2 separate regions of the Mus musculus genome follow, and region 2 is linked to region 1. Evidence: chromatin contacts called from public promoter capture Hi-C data. All regions are on one chromosome and are shown on one strand. Each heading gives the region's core, a stretch centred on a gene start, on an enhancer-like site or on the middle of the called end of the contact. The rest is flanking DNA. Distances are from core to core; before and after follow the strand shown.

Region 1 (6,165 bases), core at 3,103-5,602:
TCTGTCCTTCAAAATGTCACTATTGCTACTTACTTCAGTCTGAAGCTTCCCATTGTCCTCAGCTTTTATAACGTCTTTTTCTATGATAATTTCCTCTCTTTCTGAATTCTCTTCCTTGGAATTACTTTCAAGCAGGCATTGGCTGTTCTGTATAATAATGGTCCCCATCCTGAGTCTACATTTTCCTTCTTCTTTCTATTTCATGCTCTTAGATATAAGTTTAGCTTTGTGCACCAGGCCAACCCTGACTGGTGTTTATTTTAACAGTTATATTTTAAATGCATGCAAAACAGTGCACAAAACATAAATGTGCCCCAGACCCTCTGGGCCCCTTTTGTCTGCGTGGAACGGGTCTCTAGTCACAGGTGGGCAAAGCATTGGATGAATTGACAGACAGATGCACACAGGAGTGGTTGTGTAGAATCTGAATGTAATTTGTCAAATTGAGCATCAAACGTTTTATACAGAAGAAAATAGGGAAGTTAGGTGACACATCGGCAAGGTACAAATGAGGTTACCGGATGCTTAATGACTCTTACACAAAACAGAAGAATGAAAACACAAAGACTGGAAGGAACTGGGCAATAAAATAACTGAGACAAAGTCAGCCCTATCTAAGGTCAGCAATAGTCTTAGAAGCCAGGTGTGAGGTCTTTACACTCCTAGGGCAAGGGCTTTCACACCCAAGTCATGGTTCTAATTAGGGAGTTCCGTTCTAGCTAACCATCTCATGAATAATGCAATACTTTAAAACCACAGACTGATGGATCTACTTCCTAAACCATTGTAAATTCCTGTATATGGGAGCAACTCGACTTTTATTTTAAGTGATAGTGTAATGCCAGAGGCAATTCTGAATGTCACTAAATTCCCATGGTCTGCTTAAGGACTTTCTAGGACTGTTGAAACACTGGTGAAGGCTTTAGCTATGTCAGAATTCAATCTTAAAAGGCACTTATAATAAGATAATACTAAAAGAGAGCACGTGGATCCATACACCAGACTAATGTGAGAATGGAATATTAATGTGTGGGTTAGAGAGGACGCCAGACTCCAAGAGGTGAGTTTCTGTGAAACTCTTCTGCCTCGTGAGTAGCTTCCAAGCTGACTCGACCAGAGTGCGGGCATAAATGAACAAATTATTAAATTTCCATAAATGACTGGGTCAGTGGGCTCGCTACTCAAATCAAGAAACACAGGACTCCAATGCTTTAAGAAATTTCTCTCCCACATACCCCATCAATCCTTCATTCTTCCTAAACACACACTTTTAATTCTTACACATAAGGCTACCTGCCTTTGTAGTCAGCATTAATGAAATCTTGCATCACAACAGTCCCCATTAGCAAAATTTCATTCTATGTTTTCAGTTACTTGTGACAGCCATGATACAAAATATTACTACAGTACAATGATGAACTGAGGCAGTGTGTGTGTGTGTGTGTGTGTGTGTGTCAGTGAGAGAGACAGAGACAAAGACACAGAGAGAGACAGAGAGAGATGGAGAGAGAGCTCATTATTGATTATCATTAACCCCTTCCTGTGCCTAATTTATAAACTAAATTTCATCACAGGCATGTGTGGACTGCTGAATTCTGTATGTAGGGTTAGATACTCCTGATGCTCTCAGGCACTCACTGTGGTCTTAGAGCATCCCCAGGGCTGAGAGAGTGTGTACCATTTTACCATTCATCAATCTTTCTTTTGCTCCACATGATTTGTAAGATGTATTAACATCACATCATGTCCCAACATTCATCATTTTTATTGATATAAAATGCTCCAGTATATGGATATCCTATGTCAACACAGTCCCAAATTTTTTAATAAAAATTCTTAAAAGGGGGTCAGACATGGTAGCTCATATCTTTAATCCCATCAGCCCTTGGAAAGCAGAGGCAGGTGAATCTTTGTGAGTTTGAGGGCAGCCTGGCTTTCTACATGGTAATTTCCAGGCCAGATATGGCTAAACAAAACAGGAAAAAAGGGGGGGGGGTCAAGAAAGTATTCTTAAATATTCTAGACAATTCAAAGAATTCTACAGTAACTATGCTTGTGTTAGAGCACATATAGTAATCTATCCACACACCTGTGTCATCAGTTTACAAACCCGTACTGCGAGCATCAGTCTCCTCCTTGGACAGATTACTTCCTCGTTTCTAGTTTCAGTATTTTTAATATATAATTTGTTATCTAATGTAAAACTCCACATAATAAGATGCATTTTAAGTATGTATCCTCTGACTTGGCAAATGAATTGATTTGTGTAACTCAAATCCAAAGAATTCCTCTCTCCCCTTTTCAGTTAATGTCTACCCTTACTCCCAGAAGCAACCAGTGCCTTCCCTACAGATTAGTCCTGTAACCTCAGAAAATGGGATCTCATTCATTCTCATATACATGACTGCCTTTATTAGTGCATTAGTTTTGAAGTTCACCTGTAATATGTTTTTAAAACAATTGCCTCCCCTTTCCCTCAGATGATATGGTCATGACCCCCAGTGATCATATGATATTTACTGATTTTTTTTCTATGCATGTGAGCCTATTATAAACTTTGCATTACAAAACAGATTGCAAAGTAAGAGACAGGCAACTAGCAAATTTTCCTCGAGGTATTGTTTTCACCTCTACTTACCAGATTATGGGTGCAATCCCTGTATCATATTCTACTCCTTGCTTAGGTAACATCTATCCCTCTGGAAAGACTGTAAATAGAAATTAGAATTACTAAGGACCAATGCATTTCCAAACTGTATCCCTGAATAACTGAAAGACAGTCTCAATCTGAAAACAAACTTCATTGAGAGTGAAAAGCAAAAAAAAAAAAAAATCCACCCCCCCAAAAAAAATCCACTAATGAAGCAGGCTGCATGAAAAACAAGGTCATGAGTGACTAGAATGTTAGGGAATTCAGAATGGTGACCACATGCACAAGCAGAAAGACAGAGAAAGTGGGAGGGGGACAAATCCTAAACAGCGTGTTAAGGAGATCATAAAACTTTTTTCATCAGTAACACGAGTTAGTAGGTAATAGTTAATAGTAAGGAAAAGCTTTCAAAACAGTTAGATACGTGTCAACACAAAATCACATCATAAAGTCATGAGAAGAGCTTATGACAACTTCTATATGGTGAAGGTTGACTGCTTTCCCCAAACTAGTCCATAATTTGCCAGCCTGGTTTCTGGCCTTACTCTACAACTTCCAGAACAGCCTGCCCTCCTCTCCTGCTGCCCTTCTTCATTCTGTAACAGAAAGTGACTGGCCAGTTCCTAGAAACATCTGAGAATTTGTCCTTTCTCAAGAACATTGTCATGGAGTGCCAGGTCTTCCTTTCTAGCTCACTAAATACAAAGGACTTTTTAACCTTCTGCGTTTTTGTTGTTGTTGTTGTTGTTGTTGTTTTATTTTGTTTTTGGAAAAGGTGCAATTTTTTAAAAAGTATTTTTAACTACCTTTTAATATAATCCTTTTACTTGCTCTTTGATGATTTCATACTATTCATTACACATACATATGTATTTTGATCTTGTTTACCCCTTACACCCCTCAGAGCCACATTCACCCACTTTTTAAAGCCTTTTACAAAATCACTTTGAATGCTTTCTCAAAGTATCTTTCCAAGAAGAGAAGTCTATAGAGGAAGTATGTTCTTGCTGCTGTTGTTTTAGTTGCTGCATAAAATTGGCATTTCATCACAAGATATCAGAATTTGTAGCTAAATTTACATTTGGAACTATGGTGCATTTTTCCCCTTCTCCCAATACCTGCATCATCTTCTATCTTCTTTTGGTGCGCGATTGTGATTCAGGCAGTTTAACTTCCCAGATAGAGAACAGGTGCGTCAACCTCAAAAGCCAAGTACATTCTGATTTTACTCAGCCTGAGGTCCTGCATCCCCTTAGTTTTCATTCAGACTTTTTTTTTTAAATCACACATTTCCTTTCAGCCTGAAAGTGAAACTTAAGTTGAGAGAGAGAGAGAGAGAGAGAGAGAGAGAGAGAGAGAGGGGGGGGGGGGGAGGGGGAGAGGGAGAGGGAGAGAGAGAGGATATTTTCAGCGAAACAGTTAAATTGTTATTAAACTGTTACCCTTTTTTAGTTTCTTTTTAAGGGCCTCCTGGGATTCATTGAAATGGTCACAAATCGACCTTCAGGGAGGAAGGTGTAAGCCGAGGAACCGGCCGCCGCCTGGGGGCAGAATTCTGGAAGTCAGTAAGTTTCTGGCTTCAGAGCCAAGCCCTCTGCAGTGGGTTTCAGATCCTTGCAAACCTGTGATATGCGCAGTGCATGGTCTGAGGTTGGGACTGCCGCCCAGAGACCCAGAGTGCTGGTCGGGAATCGCGCATAGTGGGAGGGGCCAACAGGGACCGGCCGTGTGGGGAAATGGGATGTGTCTAAACAAAGTGAAAGCCATTCACTTACCTCGCTTTATCTTCTTTGCAAAATGAGTAAAGTCGAACTTAATCTCTTAGGTAAAAATGGCCATCCAGTTTTCCAGCAGGAAATGTTGAGGACATCTCGGACACAGGAGGAGGTCCTGCCTCAAAAGCAGGAAACTCCCAGAAACAACTAGGCCGGGAAATAACAATGGGGGAAGGGAGCAGGGAGGGAGGAAGGAAGGCAGAAGTTTGGTCCAGCACTGGGTGTCACAAAGAGCCTTTCTTACTCAAGCAGGCCCAGTTTTCCACAAAACCCACAAATTAGGCATCAGTAGGCATCTGTTTGGTCAGAGAAGAGCTCGGGATTAACTCCTTCTTCCTCAATTAGCTATGAGGACTCCAACTGGTTAAAGAAACGGAGTTGCAAGGGAATGAAGTCAGTTTTCTTTTCATTACAGATGAGCAATGACATAGTATTCAGCCAGGTTGTTATTTAGTTTTAAAAAAAAAGTTAAACGTAATAAAGCATACAAGAAATGGGAGAGCACCTGACCTGATCTTCTTGTCTTGAAGCCAAGAGAGGGGAGTGCCTGAGCTCTCAGTCAATAGTTCCTTTGTTTGGCAGAGGTGAAAGTGGAAAAGGTGAATGGCCACAGAAGTGAAAGCAAGAAGTAACTTTGTATCCTGGTGCAAATTGCTCTTCCCTGGCCCCAGGAGGTTACTTCCTGTGGTTACCTGGCTCATGGCTACACTCTTAGCTCAACACCATAAGCAAGCACTTTGTCCTCAGTAAATTAATGACCTCTACATTGATCCACCTGGATGCCAACACAACGTTGATAGTCTTGGCAAGATTTCACCTCTGTGGGTTCCTTGAAAACAGGTTGGGCTGCATTTTTGTAATTTTACTTCTGACACCATCTCACAGAAGAACTTGCTAGCCTCTAAAGGACTAGTCTCCTGACAGAGAATCGGCTGCTGTATGGTCCTCTCCCACACTGACCCTTGGCTTGGGTAGCTTTGACCAAGTGGATATCTGTCTGGTTCTGAGTCCATTAGGGAAGCCTGATAAGTGCCTCTGTATTTAAGACTTGTCTTCTTGGAACACCAGTCTCTCTCAGGCTTCATTGGAATCTGGGGCTCCAATGCTATGCAATCAGAAGCCTAGATTAGCTGTGCAATGGATATAAGGAGGGGAATGTGCATGCTCACGAACACCTAGGAGATGGCTAACATGGACTCTGGCTGCATGGGAGACAGTCCTCCAATCTACTTTAACTTACTGCAGTTTCTTCAGCAATGACCTTGAATGACCTTCTTCAACAAGTTCTGCCAACATCCCAGAAAAGCTGCAAACCATCTTGCTGCTGCTTTACTGTTTAGAAATGGAGTGATAGGCCATGCAGCATTAGATAAGTACAATATACTTCCTCTATAATCTATAATATCTTATGCTTTGTAATTCTTTACAGATATTAGGTTAGCTGTAATGTTAGTTGACTAGTAAGTGGCTTCAAATAAATAGAGAACTTTTTTTTCAAGTGTACATATCTTGGCATGTATATGTGTACATACTGGGGGTGGGGGACATATGCACACATGTGCACATATTCATCAAGGCGTGAAATTGATTTGGGGTATTTTCCTTTATTGTGCTACACTTTGTTCATTGAGGAAGGGTCTCTCAACTGAACTGAGAGCTCCTTGCTGCTAGCCTAGCTGACCAGCCTGCTCTGGATATCCCATCCTCACCTTCTAGGCCCTAGAAGTCTCAGGCAAGCCC
Region 2 (6,081 bases), core at 341-2,840, 1.2 Mb after region 1:
TAAAACTAGTAGGAGGGATAAGAAACCCTATAACAGTATACTGTTTCAGGTGTTGGTTCTTTTCCTCCTCCCTGGTCTCCCACCCCAAAGAGCAAAACTCTACCAGATAAATGACCTTCACACCATTTTTACAAATGATTAACTTATCATGTAATTGCTATAGTAATTTAGCTTATGAAGGCTAAGTCTTCTTGCAGATGTAGGCCCTAAAACGTTTACCTATTATACTTCTAGTTCAGTTTTCTCGCCAAATGGAAGAGAGTGACCACGCCCCGCTTTTAGATCACTTCAGAAAGCCATCTTACTCCAGCTCCTGGAAAGCAGTCACATTGCTTTTCATGAATTCTTTCTCTCTTGAGGCCCAGAACGGCTTCAGGTCCCTCTGGGTCCCCATTTACAGGGCGGCTTCAGGTCCCTCTGAGTCCCCACAGTGAGGAGAAATTACAGGGCTTAGATGAAAACTATCACCTCCAGATGTTTTGCTCTAACGAACTTCTCTAGATGAAGTCAACATTAACGGCAGGAAACTGCTGAGGATACCTTATCTAAGGTATCACTTTGTTAAGAACGTTTAGCACAGGGAGGGGTCCGGGCACAAGGGGTTTCTCAATTAGACCCTTCCTTGTGAACTACAGCCTCCACGATGCACTGCGAGGGTTGAATGCATCCTACTGCTAAAGTCCAACAGAAAATGGCTGATTCTAACTTACTTTGGGAGGGATAATGATAGATCAATTTGTTTCTGGAATCTACATTTAACCACTATGGCTCTTCATGAGAGCAAACCACTTATCTTTTTCTTTCTTTTTTTTTCCCCCCCAAGACAGGGTTTCTCTGTGTAGCCCTGGCTGTCCTGGAACTCACTCTGTAGACCAGGCTGGCCTCGAACTCAGAAATCTACCTGCCTCTGCCTCCCAAGTGCTGGGATTAAAGGCGTGCACCACCACTGCCCGTCCACTTATCCTTTTAAAGCCTTTGATGGAACTGGAAAAAATAAAAAATGTATTATGGAAATGCAAGAGCTTGAATTCCACACGCAACGAACGGTAGACATCTGTGTGGCTACGTGTACGTCAGTCCCTTACATCCAACGAAGCAAAGGCGGTGAAGGCAAGAGGCTGCTCTCTGGAGTACATTTGTCCTTAAGAATATTCTGGGCCCCTGAAATTCGATGCTGATCGCTGTGCTCGTGTTTTCGTATATTATGCAAAAACAAAACAAAACAAAACCCACTTCCCAGAGTCAGAGTCTGAATGAAATAGGACGTAAACCAGTCAGAGATTTCAGTAAGGTAGTCAGGACCTCTCACTGAGGGAGCAAGAGGTGGACGGAAGTGAAGAAAGGCCTCGGTGCAATTGAGAGGAAGTAGAATTACCGAGTGCGGGGCACAGCTCTATTTTCTCCTGCCAGAGTTCTGACTGGCAGAGGCGCCTCCCTAGACGCCCATCTTGGCGCCCCCGGAATCAGGCGTGGCCGAAAGACCTCTCTAAAATTTACCTCAAGTGGCGCAAGTCGGCCGGAGGCGGCAGCTGGCGGAGCCAGAGATGGCGGGAACCAGAGCTTGAAACCCGCGCGAGGGGGCGGAGCCGGAGGGGGCGGGGCCCTAGGCTTGCCCTGGGTGGGCGGGGCCTGCGCTACGAGACGGGGCTCAGTCGGGGCTGAAACCACCAATCGCGACTGGCGTGTGCGAGATGAGGTGTTGGGGGGTGTGTGAGGGGGGATGGGGCGGGGAGGTAGAGAAGGGGCGTGGCGTGGGGCGTGACCGGCGGTAGTCTGCTGTTGCTGCTGCTGCTGCTGCAGTTGCAGTGTTGGTGCTGGTGGGATCAAAGCGCAGTGTCCTGCGGCGGGGAGCTTGGAACGGTACGGTGAGTGTCTGCTGCTCTCGCGCCTTCGAAGGCCTGTGTTGTCCCCCGGAGCTGGCGCTCTTTTGGCGGGTCTGCAGCTCCTTGGAGGAGGCGGGGGAAACGGGCAATCTGGGCGGAGGATCCTTTGTGTTGCCTCCAGGCTTGCTCAGGCAAACACTGAAGGCAGAGAAGCTGGAAACAGCGCCGGGAGCGCGATCCCGAGCTGAGAACCCAGACCCGGGAGGCCAAACCGGTGTCCCTAAACCTGGGTGAGCCGGTGCGGTGTCCCTAAACCTGGGTGAGCCGGAGCGGGTTCAGACCCCTCGAGCATGGCACACGGGCCGCGCTGAGGCTTAAAGGCGGAGTCAGGGGGGTATCTGGAGATCGCCCGGGGTACAGAGCTTCAGGGGCGGGAGGGGGTGAGGCCATAGTGTGGGGGTGAACCTGGAAGCCGAGTGGCGGGAGGTGGCGGGATCCTGGATCTGCAGGCCGAGGTGTGGACTCGGTAGCAGAGGATGGATAGGGGAAGTTCTGCCCTGGGGCCTGGAAGCTAGGCTGATGCTGACCTTGTGGCGGCTCTAAGTGACCCAGCCTCCCTCTGTTACAAGAGCATTTGATCTCCACCTTTAGTTTTCTCCAGTGCACTGTGATTTTTGGTTCTTGCGGAGAGCTGATTTTAAGCATTACTCCTTGAATACTCCAGCTCATTCCTTTGTTGGTCAAAGTCACTGTAGGAGCTTGCATTGACATCTCTTGAGCCATGCTCGGTTACTGTCCCTTCTTCGCGCTTATTAATTAGTCTGTGAAGTTCGACTTGAACAGCAGGGTCTTTACCTCATTCTCCGTTGAGTCACCCAGGAAACGTCCTTCTCAGGCACCTCTTGTGGACCCAACTTCTTCCGCCGTTAGTCCCCGAGCCTTGTAGACCTACGAGTCTGACAGATTTGTACCTGGCCCCTCTTCGGAGTCTTGTGGACTTTCTACGTGTCTGCCAGACTTGTGCCCACCTCAGGGAACTGAAGCAGCCTCCTTGCAGGTCTCTGTCTCCCGCCCAAGACCCCTCTCCAGTGCTCTCTTTAAGACACGAACAAAAACAGTTTTCTAGATGTTCATGTTTACCCTGAAGGCTTAAGTGTAAAACCGTATCCTCTAAACCGGGTTAGCGAAGCCAAACCCTGGGTCTTGGCTGTCTCCCCCCGCCCCCCCCCCTTTTTAGCAGAATGAAGAAGCTCTCCAGGCAATATTGGATACTGTGTCCTTTTCGGGTTTTCTTTCCAGCCCTCTGAGTCCACTGGCTCACCTTTTCTCCCCCTGAGACATTAGCTTATGAACAGGAGCTGCTACGGAGGTTTCCCTTAGTTAGCAATTCCTAGCTGAATCTTCCCATTCCTCCCTTTGCGGCAGGCATTTCCTGAAAGCAGCCGTGTCATATCCTCTACTTTTGCTTGTTTATTGTTTGCCTACCGAACTGTGAGCAAACAACAGTAGGCTCGAACTTTAGCTTGGCTCCCTTCCTTACTGGCTTTTTTTTTTCCACAAGTGACTACTCAACCCATTGGGGTGGGTGGGAAATGTGGGGCCATCGTTACAGTAAGAGTATACACAATAGCAGAGGAGATGCTAAGCTGGGGGTTTGGCCAGCCTTTGGGAAGTTACTTTGGATATGTTAATGGTGGCCACAGGCAGGAGCCCTAAGTATGGAGTGTAGAACCCTGTGACAACCTGGTGTTGAAGCTTTAAAGAATGGCTTTGTTTTGCTGTCCAGTAGACTAAGGCTTTTGGAAAGTGAGAAGGTGTTTTTTTAGTGAGTGGAAGTTTATTGAAATGTAGCCATCGAACTGCTACAAAGTAACAAGTGAAATCCTGCACCTAATTAAATCAGGTTGCTTTTGTGGTCCTGCAGAAAGGTTCTGCCTCCTGCTGTTTTAAGTAGGAATTCTGTATCTTTATCTGATAGAAGCGGGTCCAGGGCCACTCTATGGTTTCAAACCTAGCAACACATTCACTTCATGCGCTTTCTAAAGTTACAACACAGTCTTTTCTTCAAACACATTGCATTAGTTCTGATCTTCGTGTTAGATAATATTAAAGTTCTACCCCAGTGATAGAGGTAGAATACGATGTGGAAATTCTTACATTCTTGAGTACTGTTTTATATATAGTCATTTAACAGATTAAAAAAAGTTTGGAGAGGAAAGGGTATTCCATCATCATCATCTGACTGTCTGAGGCCAGGAGCCCGGGGCCTACCAGCTTCTTCATAAATAAAGCATAATCTATATTGCTCAGAGGGTTGTGTAAAGATCAGATGAAATAGTATGTGTGACATTCTACATAATAGTCCTTGTTCTGGTCTCTTTGTTTTGGCCTTCAATATTACCTGGGGAGGGTCTTCATTCTGCTAAAGTACAATGAAATTATCTAGTAAGAACAGAACATGGACTGCTTAATGTCTACCTTGCTGCTGTTTTTAAATGCCAGTGAACATACATAACAGCTCTGGATAGGGGTAGAGTCTGCCTCTTCCACTACTTCATACGCTCAGGGTTTAATGAAACATCTTCATACAGTTGATAATCAGTAGATTACATAGTTATCTGTAATTTTTATAAAAGACATCAAGGATCTTCCACTCTATACTTTTATTTCAACAACAACAAATTGTTTTCAAACAGGTCAGTAATTCTTACACATCCCTAAGAGCGTATAGTTTTATCCTCTTCAGGGTTTCGCTTGGGAGAGGACAAGACAGACCCTTTGCAGATAGTAAGCATCACATTTTTTTCTAGCTTGTGGCACAATGTCAGGGCTTCATCAGGTGTCTGCCTCCCTGGTTGTGTGTCCCATTCCAGAAACAAGAAAACGAGATGACTTATTTGTTCCTATGAGACAATATGTTCTCCATATTTTCTTTTCCTTTCCACCTTTCTTTTCACTCTCACTATATTTTCAACATTAGAAGGTTGGCTTTATCAGGCTGAATGACAATAGCCAGGTCAATGAACCCCCAAAGGAACTGAGACCAGATGGGACAGATTTTAGAACAAAGAAAGCCAACCACTGATTATACTAAGAAATCTTTTCTTAACCAGATGATTGTGAAACAAGTGCTCTTTCTGTTTCATTTACTTAATATGAAAGTGCTCGCAGCCAGGCGGTGGTGGCACACGCCTTTAATCCCAGCACTTGGGAGGCAGAGGCAGGCGGATTTCTGAGTTTGAGGCCAGCCTGGTCTACAAAGTGAGTTCCAGGACAGCCAGGGCTACACAGAGAAACCCTGTCTCGGAACACCCCCCCCCCCAAAAAAAAAAAAGAAAGTGCTCCTGATTCTTTGTCCTCGCTGAGAGGTAGTAAATAGAATCCTGGTGTTTCTCAAATCATTCTGCCAGGCTACAGTGGCTTCATGTTCCTATCAATAAGAAGGTAGGTAGACACGTAGGAAATATTTTAACAAATGCTTAACCAGGTATTATACATTTATAAATAAACTACCTGGTGGGATGAGAAACATCATAATCATTATTACTGTTTTCTTCATTGCAATAACTGCAGTAAGTATTAACCTGTATTTGTGGTCTTTACCAACTGTAAATAGAATTGTGAGAGACTAGAAATTGAATCTGTATTGAAATGTATAGACTTTTCATCATCCCCCGAACAACACTACGTAAAAACAGGTATCATTAGTAATAAGTAGTAGGGATGCTTAGCTTATATGTAAATAATACACCATTTTATACAAAGGATTTGAACTTGAATTTGCTATCTGAGGAAGGTTCTAGAGACAGTCACCCACAAAATACTGAAGAACATCTGTGTATTTTATTTCAGTTTTGAATAATCAGCTTCTACCATACTGTATGTTTTAAATCTCATCTTAATCAGAGAACCTGGGCTTACAGATTTTTGTTCCATTGAAATTAACTTTAGTGTTGTCGCAACTATATGATATATGATGCTGAGCAGTCTATAGACTGTAGAATGGAGCGTGAGTCATGGCTCTGTTACTTAAAAAGTGATAAACTCTCTTCTGAGCTCCATTTAATTAAGATTTAAAGAGGAACCATTATATCCCGGTGTTATTGCGAAGCCCAACTGAAAGTACCTGTGTGCCGCTCAGTCTAGCACATGTGGGCTGGAAAGAAAAGCAATAGTTACTTTGGCTACTACTTTGTTAAGTCTTAACTCCTAATTTTTGAGTATTTATATCTAGGGAGATGATTCTGAAATGGAGAAT

Evidence for each region. Promoter capture Hi-C pulls out the DNA fragments that hold promoters and counts their contacts.
Region 2: a contact with region 1 is called in a promoter capture Hi-C map of liver, with 6 times the contacts expected there. The contact joins the promoter of Primpol here to the promoter of Tlr3 in region 1. A contact is called at or near these places in 3 of 39 promoter capture datasets (the 3T3-L1 cell line and liver).

What each region holds. Positions count from the first base shown.
Region 1 is chr8:45,406,028-45,412,192 of GRCm38.p6, forward strand. It overlaps Tlr3 (toll-like receptor 3), which reads right to left and starts at 4,353. Exons shown (of 7, transcript NM_001357316.1): 1 at 4,273-4,353; 2 at 3,769-3,951; 3 at 2,639-2,708.
Region 2 is chr8:46,615,637-46,621,717 of GRCm38.p6, forward strand. It overlaps Primpol (primase and polymerase (DNA-directed)), which reads right to left and starts at 1,591. Exons shown (of 15, transcript NM_001001184.2): 1 at 1,498-1,591. It overlaps Casp3 (caspase 3), which reads left to right and starts at 1,655. Exons shown (of 7, transcript NM_001284409.1): 1 at 1,655-1,865.